Regions from separate parts of the Ovis aries genome. Here region 1 is linked to region 2. The links are chromatin contacts, called in public Hi-C maps. All regions are on one chromosome and are shown on one strand. The core of a region is the stretch at or near the end of the contact, and the rest is flanking DNA. Distances in the headings are between cores, read along the strand shown. Region 1 overlaps LOC443398 (T-cell surface glycoprotein CD3 gamma chain). Region 2 overlaps JAML (junction adhesion molecule like).

Evidence for each region. Hi-C and Micro-C count contacts between places; a contact is called where the count stands out from the background.
Region 1: a Hi-C map of liver shows a contact between it and region 2, with 3 times the contacts expected there. The contact joins two enhancer-like sites. A contact is called at or near these places in 6 of 16 Hi-C or Micro-C datasets (blood, hypothalamus, liver and 2 more).

Annotation. Positions count from the first base shown.
Region 1 is chr15:28,768,700-28,773,553 of ARS-UI_Ramb_v3.0, forward strand. It overlaps LOC443398 (T-cell surface glycoprotein CD3 gamma chain), which reads left to right. Exons shown (of 5, transcript XM_060399311.1): 2 at 2,156-2,179; 3 at 2,617-2,832; 4 at 3,524-3,655; 5 at 4,784-4,854. Among named protein-coding and RNA genes, the nearest start is that of CD3D, 5.9 kb to the left of the region's middle. Within about 2 kb of position 1,807, at least 4 of the 54 cell types and tissues checked have an H3K27ac peak or open chromatin away from gene starts, as enhancers often do. A contact at or near this core is called in liver, where this site is marked.
Region 2 is chr15:28,633,860-28,638,747 of ARS-UI_Ramb_v3.0, forward strand. JAML (junction adhesion molecule like) reads right to left here. Exons shown (of 9, transcript XM_060399774.1): 5 at 4,180-4,292; 6 at 2,238-2,475. LOC132657861 (a long non-coding RNA gene) reads left to right here. Exons shown (of 3, transcript XR_009596594.1): 3 at 1,379-2,239. Among named protein-coding and RNA genes, the nearest start is that of JAML, 17 kb to the right of the region's middle. Within about 2 kb of position 1,937, at least 6 of the 54 cell types and tissues checked have an H3K27ac peak or open chromatin away from gene starts, as enhancers often do. A contact at or near this core is called in liver, where this site is marked.

The DNA of each region.
Region 1 (4,854 bases), core at 557-3,056, 130 kb after region 2:
AATGGACGTGAGTCTGAGTGAACTCCAGGAGTTGGTGATGGACAGGGAGGCCTGGCGTGCTGCAATTCATGGGGTCACAGAGTCGGACACAACTGAGCAACTGAACTGAACTGAAGTGGGCAGCAATGTAACCTGCTAAAATTGAGCTGGGTGATGACTGAGTTGGGGACTAGAAGAGACGTTGGAGTTTAGAATTATTTCTGAGAGGAATAGAGAAAGAGCCAACTGAAGACAACACAGGGTGAGGGGCAGTGCTGAAAGCCTGTGTGGCAGCTATTTCTGTAGAGCAAAAAGAAGCCCTGGACTGAGCCGCAGAAACCTGAGTTCTGTGTGCAGCTCAGTCACCAATGAGCCAGGTGAACTTGGCGATGCCTCCTCCCTCTGGGTTCAGTTCTCTCAGCCATCAACCTAGGAAATTTGGCTACATGAGTTCTCAAGTCCTAGAAGGAACTAGAATTCAGATAATCAAAAATTTAAATGTCAGCAATCAATTATACTGTCTTTTCTATGGTATCAGGATTAGAATGAGAGGACTCTTTGTTTCTTTCACAGTGACCAGGTTGCTGGGGAGAAGAGCTAGTTAGAAATCTGCTTAACTCTTTGTCTTGCCTTTTTTTTTTTTTCATTTATCCATTCATACTTTCATTCAAAACATATAATGCTCCTACCATGTTTCAGGCACTGTGCTAACTGGTATTCATATACAGTTCAGTTCAGCTCTGTGTGAAGTTCTAAGACTGCTATCTTCTCTGTCAAGCTTTTCCTGTTCCTCACCCTTGGCCAAAATCAATAGTTTCTACCCCTTTCCATATGCATTTATGCGAGTACTAAATGATAATTTATAAGTATTATTACATTTATTACATTTGTGGGTTATTTTCCACTTCATTGTAAACTCTTCAGAAGCAACAACTAGTTATTTGTATCACCACCCTTTTCTTCCATACTCCTTCTTCATGTCAGGCACTTAATAGTGATCGGTAAGTGTTTGGATTAAATCCAATTGAGTTGAACTCCAGTGTTGGTTCTCTATAGTATGTCCAGCATGCAACTCTACCACTCTGAGTTTTGAGACAGATTTGAGGGCTATTTAGTGGCTAACTCCTTCGGGACATTCAGGATTTACACACACAAAAAAAAGTGGGTCACCAAAGCTGAACATTATAGAAGTAATTCTGCTGTAAAAGACTTTAGCTAATACACACCCAATCTTTTGCAAGGCTTTAGCTGCTAAAGGAGCAGAGCATTCCACACTGTACAGGCAATACCCTTACATACAGTGCAATACAATTGCTCAGTGCTAACCATCCAGAGTTGGGATCAGACCCCAAAGGTGAAGGGCACAGTCCCCAAAAAGACTCCCCTCACTTAAAAAGGGAGGCACTGGTTCAGGGATCCCCAGACCACCCGCACTTCTGAGGAACTGCCTACAAATCTGGAGAGTTCCCAAGAACCCTCTCAGAATTTGCTAGAACAGCTCAGAGAACTCAGGAAAGCCCTGTACTGCAAGTACAGTTTCATTATTTAAAAAAAAAAAAAATTAGATCTAGACAAATGAAGAGACACATAGAGTGAAGTCTGGGAGGGTCCTGAACACAGAGGTTCCATGCTTTTTCCTTCCAGAATTAAAATACATCAACCTCCTGGCATGTTGATATGTTTACCAACCAGGAAGTGCCACTGAGTTTTTCTTGGGATTTCATCACATACACATGATTGATTGAATCATTGATCACGTGACTGAACTCAATACCCAGTCCCTCCTCCACCTCCGAGAGCTCAAAGTCCCGATTCTCTAATCACATGTTTAGACTTGACCTGTCCCATCCTGAGTCATCTCTTTAACATAAATTCATGTATGATCCAAGGGTCCACCAAGAAACACAAAGGCAATCCTATCATTCATAAAATTCCAAGGGTGGAGAAACTCCCTCCCAGAAGCCCAGAACAAAGACTAGACAAATTTTTATTAAACAACGCCCTAAATTCAGTTTGGTGGTTTAGGCTACCATCCAGGGAAATAAGTACAGATACTGTCACTCACATGGATTAGGCTCTCTCTCTTCATCTTGGCCTCAAATGACTGTGGAAATGATGCATCAGGAGATCTGAAGGGCTCCATGCGCAGCTAATCCTCTGTCTTCTGTCTCTGCAGGTACTATGGCCTATGTGAGAGAAGGTAAGGGAAATGTCTTCTTTCTATCAGCAGACTGGGGAAATTCATGGAAATATGGCCTCTCACAACGGCAGTCCTATAGGAGCAAGTGAACAGCTTAGAAGGGATGGGATGATAAAGGATAGAGAGCAAATCCTTCCATTGTTAACCAAATCAGTGGCCAGTCTTGACCTTCCTGGGTTTCCTGGAGCTAAACAATTAATTGTCTGGTGCTTGGAGGAGAAACTGGGCCCTAGCAGCTAGGCATTACTCAAAGCACCACCTATGAATCAACAGCACTGGCTTCACCTGGGAGTGTGTTAGAAATGCCAACTCTCAGTGCTTCCCCAGAACTATTGAATAGAACCTGGAATTCTAAACAGATTCCCCTGTGAATCATGTGTGCCCCGAGACAGGGAGAATTTCAGAGGCAAGATCTTAACATGCATTTCCTTTTTCAGTAAAAGTGGATGACAATCGAGAAGATGGTTCTGTAATTCTGATTTGTGTCACGGATGAAAAAAAGATCACATGGCTTAAAGATATGAAAGAAATAAGTTCTGGAGACACAAATAAACTTACTTGGGATCTTGGAAGTAGTACCAAAGACCCTCGAGGAATATATGAATGTAAAGGATCAAGTAACGAATCAAAATCACTCCAAATATATTATAGAAGTACGTATCCCTTTTGGTTTGCTTATGTGAAATTAAGCAGTACCGGCTGCTCTGGTGAGCTTCTTGTCTGGGATGGATGTAGACATAGACGCTAAACAGTAATGTAAGAGTCAGCTTTCTTAATCTCAGCTTACATTTTTTTAAATTTAACAAAGCAGTTCCCCCAACATTTTGAAAAAGCATAGCCTGTCTTATAAAGCCTGGCTCACCTTTGGGTAGGCCCCACTGCTTGGAGGAGTCAGCAGTTTATACAAACCAAGTTAAGACAGGTAAAGGAGACAGGGGAGATTACAAGTTGAGCGACTGTAGCATGGAGAATGGGATATGGTCTTCCTTTTATTTCAAACGGAGAAGGCAATGGCACCCCACTCCAGTACTCTGGCCTGGAAAATCCCATGGACGGAGGAGCCTGGTGGGCTACAGTCCATGGGGTCGCGACGAGTCGGACACGACTGAAGTGACTTAGCAGTTTATTTCAATAGTTGCTGGTAGTAAAACCACATGGATTTCCCCCAGACTCCTGCACAATAAAGGAACATCACAAAGCACTGAGTTCTTAGTCCAAGGATCTTCCAGGCAATTCCCTAGCCATACCACCCACAGAGAGGCCTGCTGCCCTGGACAGAAATATTATCTCAAGAGAAAAAAAATCCAGGGTTGAAGGAATTCTTGTCCTTCTCTCTCCCCACAGTGTGTCAGAACTGCATTGAACTGAATCCAGCCACTGTGGCTGGCTTTATCTTCACTGAAATCGTCAGCATTTTCCTCCTTGCTGTTGGGGTCTACTTCATTGCTGGACAGGAAGGAGTTCGCCAGTCAAGAGGTAAAAGAATGTTCTTAGGGACTTCCCTGGTGGTCCAGTAGCTAAGACTCCTAGCTCCCAGTGTAGGTGGCCAGAGTTTGATCCACAGTCAGGCAACTAGATCCCTTATGCCACAAGTAAGACCCGGCGCAGCCAAATAAATCAAGAAACAAAACAAAATAATGTTTTTAGATGAGAGCTGAGGCGATCTGGGACCCTCAGCCTCCTTCCTACCAAAAGAGACCCAATAGAAGAGGCTGGGTTAGCAAGTGTTGCTGATGAGCATGGTCCAGTGAGGCTCTGACTCTGAAGGCAGGAGGAACAGGACACTTGGTGTTTTCATAGCATATTTGCCTGTTTCGAAATACAACTCTCTCTGACTTGTCCTCTGTACATTTTTAAAAAATTACTCACTGTTTATTTAATTTTATCTGTTTATTTTTGGCTGTTGGTCTTCACTGCTGCATGCAGGCTTTTGGTAGTTGTGGCAAGCAGGGCTACTCTTCGTTGCAGTGCAGGGCTTCTCACTGCGGGGGCTTCTCTAGTTGCAGAGCCTGGGCTCTGGGCACAGAGGTTCAGTAGTTGCTGCTCGCAGGCTTAGTTGCTCAGTGGCATGCGTGATCGTCCCAGAGCAGGGATCAAAACTGTGTCCCCTGCACTTACAGATGGATTCTTAACCACTGGACGACCAGGGAAGTCCCTGTCCTCTGTACTTTAAAAAAAATCTCTTTATATAAGTAAAACCTGCATTCACAAAAGTGCATGAATCACATATACACAGCTCAAAAAAATGTTTTAACGAAGCAAACACATACATGCATTCAGCACCCAGTTAAAGAAAGTAAATTAATCCTTGGGGTCACTTCCAGCCTCTACCTAGTCCCCAGAGCAACCATTCTCCTAATTTCTAACAACATTGATTCATTCTCCCTGGTTTTGATCCTTATGTAAATAGACTCACACATTAAGTACTCTTGTGTGTGGTTTCTTTCACTCAACAATATGCTTGTGAGATCCATCCATAATGTTGTGTGTAGATGTATTTCACTAATTCTTATTGCTATTCGGTACCCCATTGCGAGAATATAACCCAGTTTATTATTCATTCTGTCTTGTTTGTGTGTACATTTTGTTTATTTTTTTGTGCAGCTTCAGACAAGCAGACGCTGTTGAACAATGACCAGCTCTACCAGGTAAGTGAATATGAAATGAAAGAGACA
Region 2 (4,888 bases), core at 687-3,186:
TCGCACCGAGAATGAGGGGTAGCGACAAAGCGAAAGCAGAGACTGGTGAGAGGCCTACAGTCTGAGACAGGTTGACAGGCAGAATGATGCCAGGGGATGGTGCCAGATGAGAAAGAAGACAGATCCAAAGTCAGCAGTAGAAATCACAGGACCTGTTGACTTGTTAGACTAGGGGTCCTGGGAAAGGGAAAAATCAAGTACGACTCCCAGGCAATTATTCAGTTGGATAATATCCAGTATGATTATCCAGTTGGATAATATCCAGTACGATTATCCAGTTGGATAATTATGTCGATAGCAGTGGCATCAACTGAGGTTGGAGAGGTGGGCAGGAGAAAGGTGTGAGGGGTAGATTTGGATTATTTGTGTTTGAGTATTTGTGGAATATCTGGGTGGCGTTCATATACAGAGATGGATGGATGGATGGATGGATGGACAGATAGGTTGCGTCTAACAGAATATATTAAACGTATACAGAACATGGTGTTCAATGCTACTGGGGTGGGGAAGGTCAAGGATAGACAGTTAGAGTGCCACTGGTGACCTACACTGGAGGAGAGGTGCAAGTAGAAGGCTGACTGCAGAGTACTAGGGGTTAATGCAAGATGAGACAGAAGACACTGAGTTCAGTCCTTTAGCAAACTATCTGACTGTGTCTAGAAAGAAATGCATAATGTATCTCGATGAAAGTTGCACAACTCGGAATATACTAAAACCACTGAGTTGTACATTTTAAATGGGTGAATTGTGTGGCGTGTGAGTTGTATCTCAATAAAGGTGTTTCAAGAAAAAGTAAGACACTGGCTATCTATTTTACATATGGTAATGTATATCTTTCAATGCTATTCTCTCCAATCATCCCACCCTCTCGACTCCTCCCACTGAGTCCAAAAGCCTGTTCTTTATGTCTGTGTCTCCTGGAGGGGTGGTGGGAGGAGGGACGTGGGGAGGAGTTCAAGAGGGAAGGGACACGTGTATGCCTATGTGCGATTCATGTTGATGTACTTTGCACCATACTGCAAAGTAATTATCCTCCAATTAAAATAAATAAATAAATAAAGGTCAAGTGAAAGAGGGGAAAAAAGAAAAGGTATGACATAGGGTGAGAGCTAAAGGAGACAAGGACACGGGTAAGGGGAAGAGTTGAGTGTATGCGTGTGCTTAATGGCAGAAGCCCATGGACCGTGGAGCTTAAAGAGGCATGTTGTGAGGGTCCTGAGAAGGAGGAGAAGCACAGCGGCTCAGATAAGCCCCCAGAGGGAAGGGAGCTCAGGACGGCAGGCAAAGACGAGGAAGGAGTAGATGGAGGTCTGCTTGAGGGTGTGGAGGGCTCAGAAGTTGCATGAGCCCCCGCTAATGGCTTCTCTTTCCTGTGAAGCAGAGGGAAGACTTCTGAGAGTGAAGAAAGCCATCTGTCCTGCTTCCCTCTCCCGCTGGCATCCTCCGTTACTGACAAGAAGGCGCCTCCATGGACTTAAGTCTCTGGCCAGAGGTATTGAGGGTAGAGGTGCTTCCTCACCCCTATCCCTGCCCCCAGCCAACCACAGCCAACCCCTGGGGCCCTCGCAAAAGGCAAAGTCCACAGGCCACATCCTGACTGCTAACTGGGTTCCGGTTTAACTTTAACCCCTTACTTATCAACCTCTCTCAGTCAACACAATTGAGTCTTTACTCTCCTCCTCACCAATGGCCTTAATACACACTGCCAGAATAAAGAACCTGGGATCAGAAACTCCTTCTATTTTTGGTTCCTTCCCCTTCCTGTTTCCTCTGTTCTTTGCTGTCTCTCACCAGCTCAGGAGCATCTTCCCTTCTACTACAGAGCATAGAGCATCTCCTTTGAAGCCAAGTCAAAATGACCCAAATCCATCTCTGAGCTCCTGTATCTTTAAATTGGTATATTACAGAAACCATGAGTGAGGCTTGGCAGAGGGGTTGGCATTCACTCAGTATTATTACCTTTTTTTCCCTTGACCTACCATCAGGGAAGCACTAGGGTGAGGCAGGCAAGGTGCCTAGGGGACCAAATTTAAGGAGGGATTACTCTCAAGGTCATGCAAGCACAGGGTAGGAGTGCTTGATAAGTACGAGGCTTATCAGGAGCAGGCAAGTACAGGACCTGAGAGTGATGCCTCCTTAAATTTTGCATCCTAGAAGCCTCTCCAGCTTCACCCTAGTACTGCCCCTGCCTACCAGCTATGCAGCCCCTCCTCCCCGCCCGGCCAGATGTTACATACTTCGGGGCTCTTTCAGGATCACTTGCAACACAGTGGTTTTCCTGAAGGTCAGGTTCCCCAGGTAGATACTGCAGGTGTAGTTTCCTCCATCAGACTCCTTCACTCCGTGGAGCATTATAGAGCCATCATTGCGGGAAGTGTCTCCCACCAAGTCCACACGGTTCCGGAAGCGGCCCCAGTTCTGGGGGTACCCTTTGGGCGCCCTGAGTTTGGGCTGATAGCACAACACAATCTCCTCCTAGAAGGGAAAGGCAAAATGTAAGAGACTGAAGGACTGGGGTTGGAGGGAGCTCTCGGGATTCACAGGCCCTACGTGTAGAAGCAGTAAAGGTATCATCAGAAAGTATCAGAAAACACAAAGCCACGGACACACGGGTCCACACCAGCCTCCTTGCTGCTCCTAAGTGCTGGCCTCAGGGCCTTTGCACTTGCTGCTCCCTATGCCTGGAACACTCTTCCCACTTAGACAGACACATGGTTGCCTCCTTCACTTCCCCGAGACCTCTACTCAAATGTTACCTTTTTGGTGAGGCCTCCCTGACCACCTACATAAAAAAACAATCACAAAAGCCTGCTTTCTTGTTCTCCATAGCTCTTACTATTACCTGACATACTGTGTATATATTTCTTCATTATTACTATTATTTGGCTGCATTGGGTGTTAGTTGCCCCACAGCATGTGGGATCTTAGTTTCCTGACCAGGGATCAAACCAGTGTCCCTACATTGCAAGACGAATTCTTAACCACTGGATCACCAGGAAAATTCCTATTTCCTCATTATTTTTCTATGTATCTCCCTCCATCTTGATTGTAAGTCTCCCACCAGGGCAGGAGCTTTGAGTGTTCACCATATAACAGGCACCTTAAAAATACTTGTTAAATAAAAAAGTGTCAGAATTTTTCAAAAAAGTATATAAATACCATTAGTTTTTAGAAGTTTCTAAGAACAGGAAATAAGGATACAGACACAAATATGAATGAAAAGACCTGGCACCTAACCTGTTGTCTCTTGTGATTCAAGTTCATAACTCACAAATGTCAACTATCATCCTATGTTCTGCTGTGACTCAGTTTGGTGGATGACAATTAAATATACAATGGGTTCCCAGAGGTGAACCTGAAACTACCTGTAATTCCCCAGACCCCACCATGAAGCCATCCTTTCTGATCCACTCAAACAGCATATAGGAATCAACTGAGTGTAAATGACATTTTGTATGGATGACCTGGAATAAGTCTTCATTTGTAAAAGGTGAATCTTTCTAAGCTTTGTATCTTAACTTTTATTAACAATAAGTTATGTGGGATGTCTCTCAAGACACAGCTTGACTCATCAGGACATCACCATGCCATAGTTGACATCTACTGGTCTAACGAACTAACCTGCTGTTTACTGCTTCAGCGTTCCTGTGAAGCACCCTCCTCATCTTGGCCTCCAGGATTACTAATCCCAACATTCAACACATCCATGAAGACAAAGAAAATCCCATCACATAAATGGGGTGAAGGGGTGCAGAAGAAAACTCACAAAAATAACCCAAATAAGACGATCATTCTTATGCCTAACCCATTGGTCACCAAAAGCATTCCCCCTTGTTATTCCATGAATTCTATAAAAAGGAAAAGAGAGAGAAAGGATAAAACCAAGATGCTGTAGCCAAGTCATGAACCAGTGTTCTACATTACCATGTCCTAGATGCATCTTGACAACCCAAGTCGAGCAGTAGCAACTACTTCTCCACCATCTTCATTAGTCATTTTTCCCAACTGGAAGCTGAAATTGCCCAGCCAAGCTAAGAGGCCCAGTTTTGTTTTGTTTTGTGTTTTTAACAAACTCCAAAGTCCAAGCCCTCATAAGACCAACATGTGGCACCTGATGCCTAGGTTCTTGCTGTCCCCACTCTGTCCTGGCACCACACAATGAGGGCGTCTCCTCCGTACCTTGGCAGGCTCTCCTGATGAGAACATCCAGTCTACCCTGCTCACGTGCTTCTCTTCTGTGCTGTGGAAAACACATCCCATCCGAGTCGAATCACCCACATGAACCATCAGCTCTGGGGATAAAATGATAAATCAAGTTACACTCAAAGTATAGTCTCTAGAAGCCAAAGAACTTCTGGAAGAGATCATGTTTAGCCAAAGATCCTCAGCAGTAAAACCAATGTCACCACCCCACACTGCACACTTTCCCTCTGTGCAGCCAGAATATTCGGAGGCCTCTCATCAAACCAACACGATACCCCAAGGATAAGACAGCACCCTCTAGCTGCCAGCACAACATCAAGTCTGAGGGTCCCACTGATGTCAATAAACACTTTCTGGCTTCTCTTTAATTCCTTTCTCCTTCTCCTTTCCTAGAACTTCTCCCACAAGCCCCAACTTCACTTCAAGCCTGTAACAAAGAATGGAAAACCATGAAGCCCTCCACTTTCTGTTCGCCCACTTGAGTAACCACATCTGCTTAACATAAACAGGAAGTAGAAATAACTCTCATTCTTATAAATAACCCACTGGCTCTCCCAGGTGAAAAACTGAATCATGGGTGACTCTCTTCTACTTAATTCTTTTACAAGTTGTCTTAGGACTTGCTTAGGACAATTCTCGCTAGACTATAGGTCACAGGACTGCTTGCTAATTAGGTCAAACAACA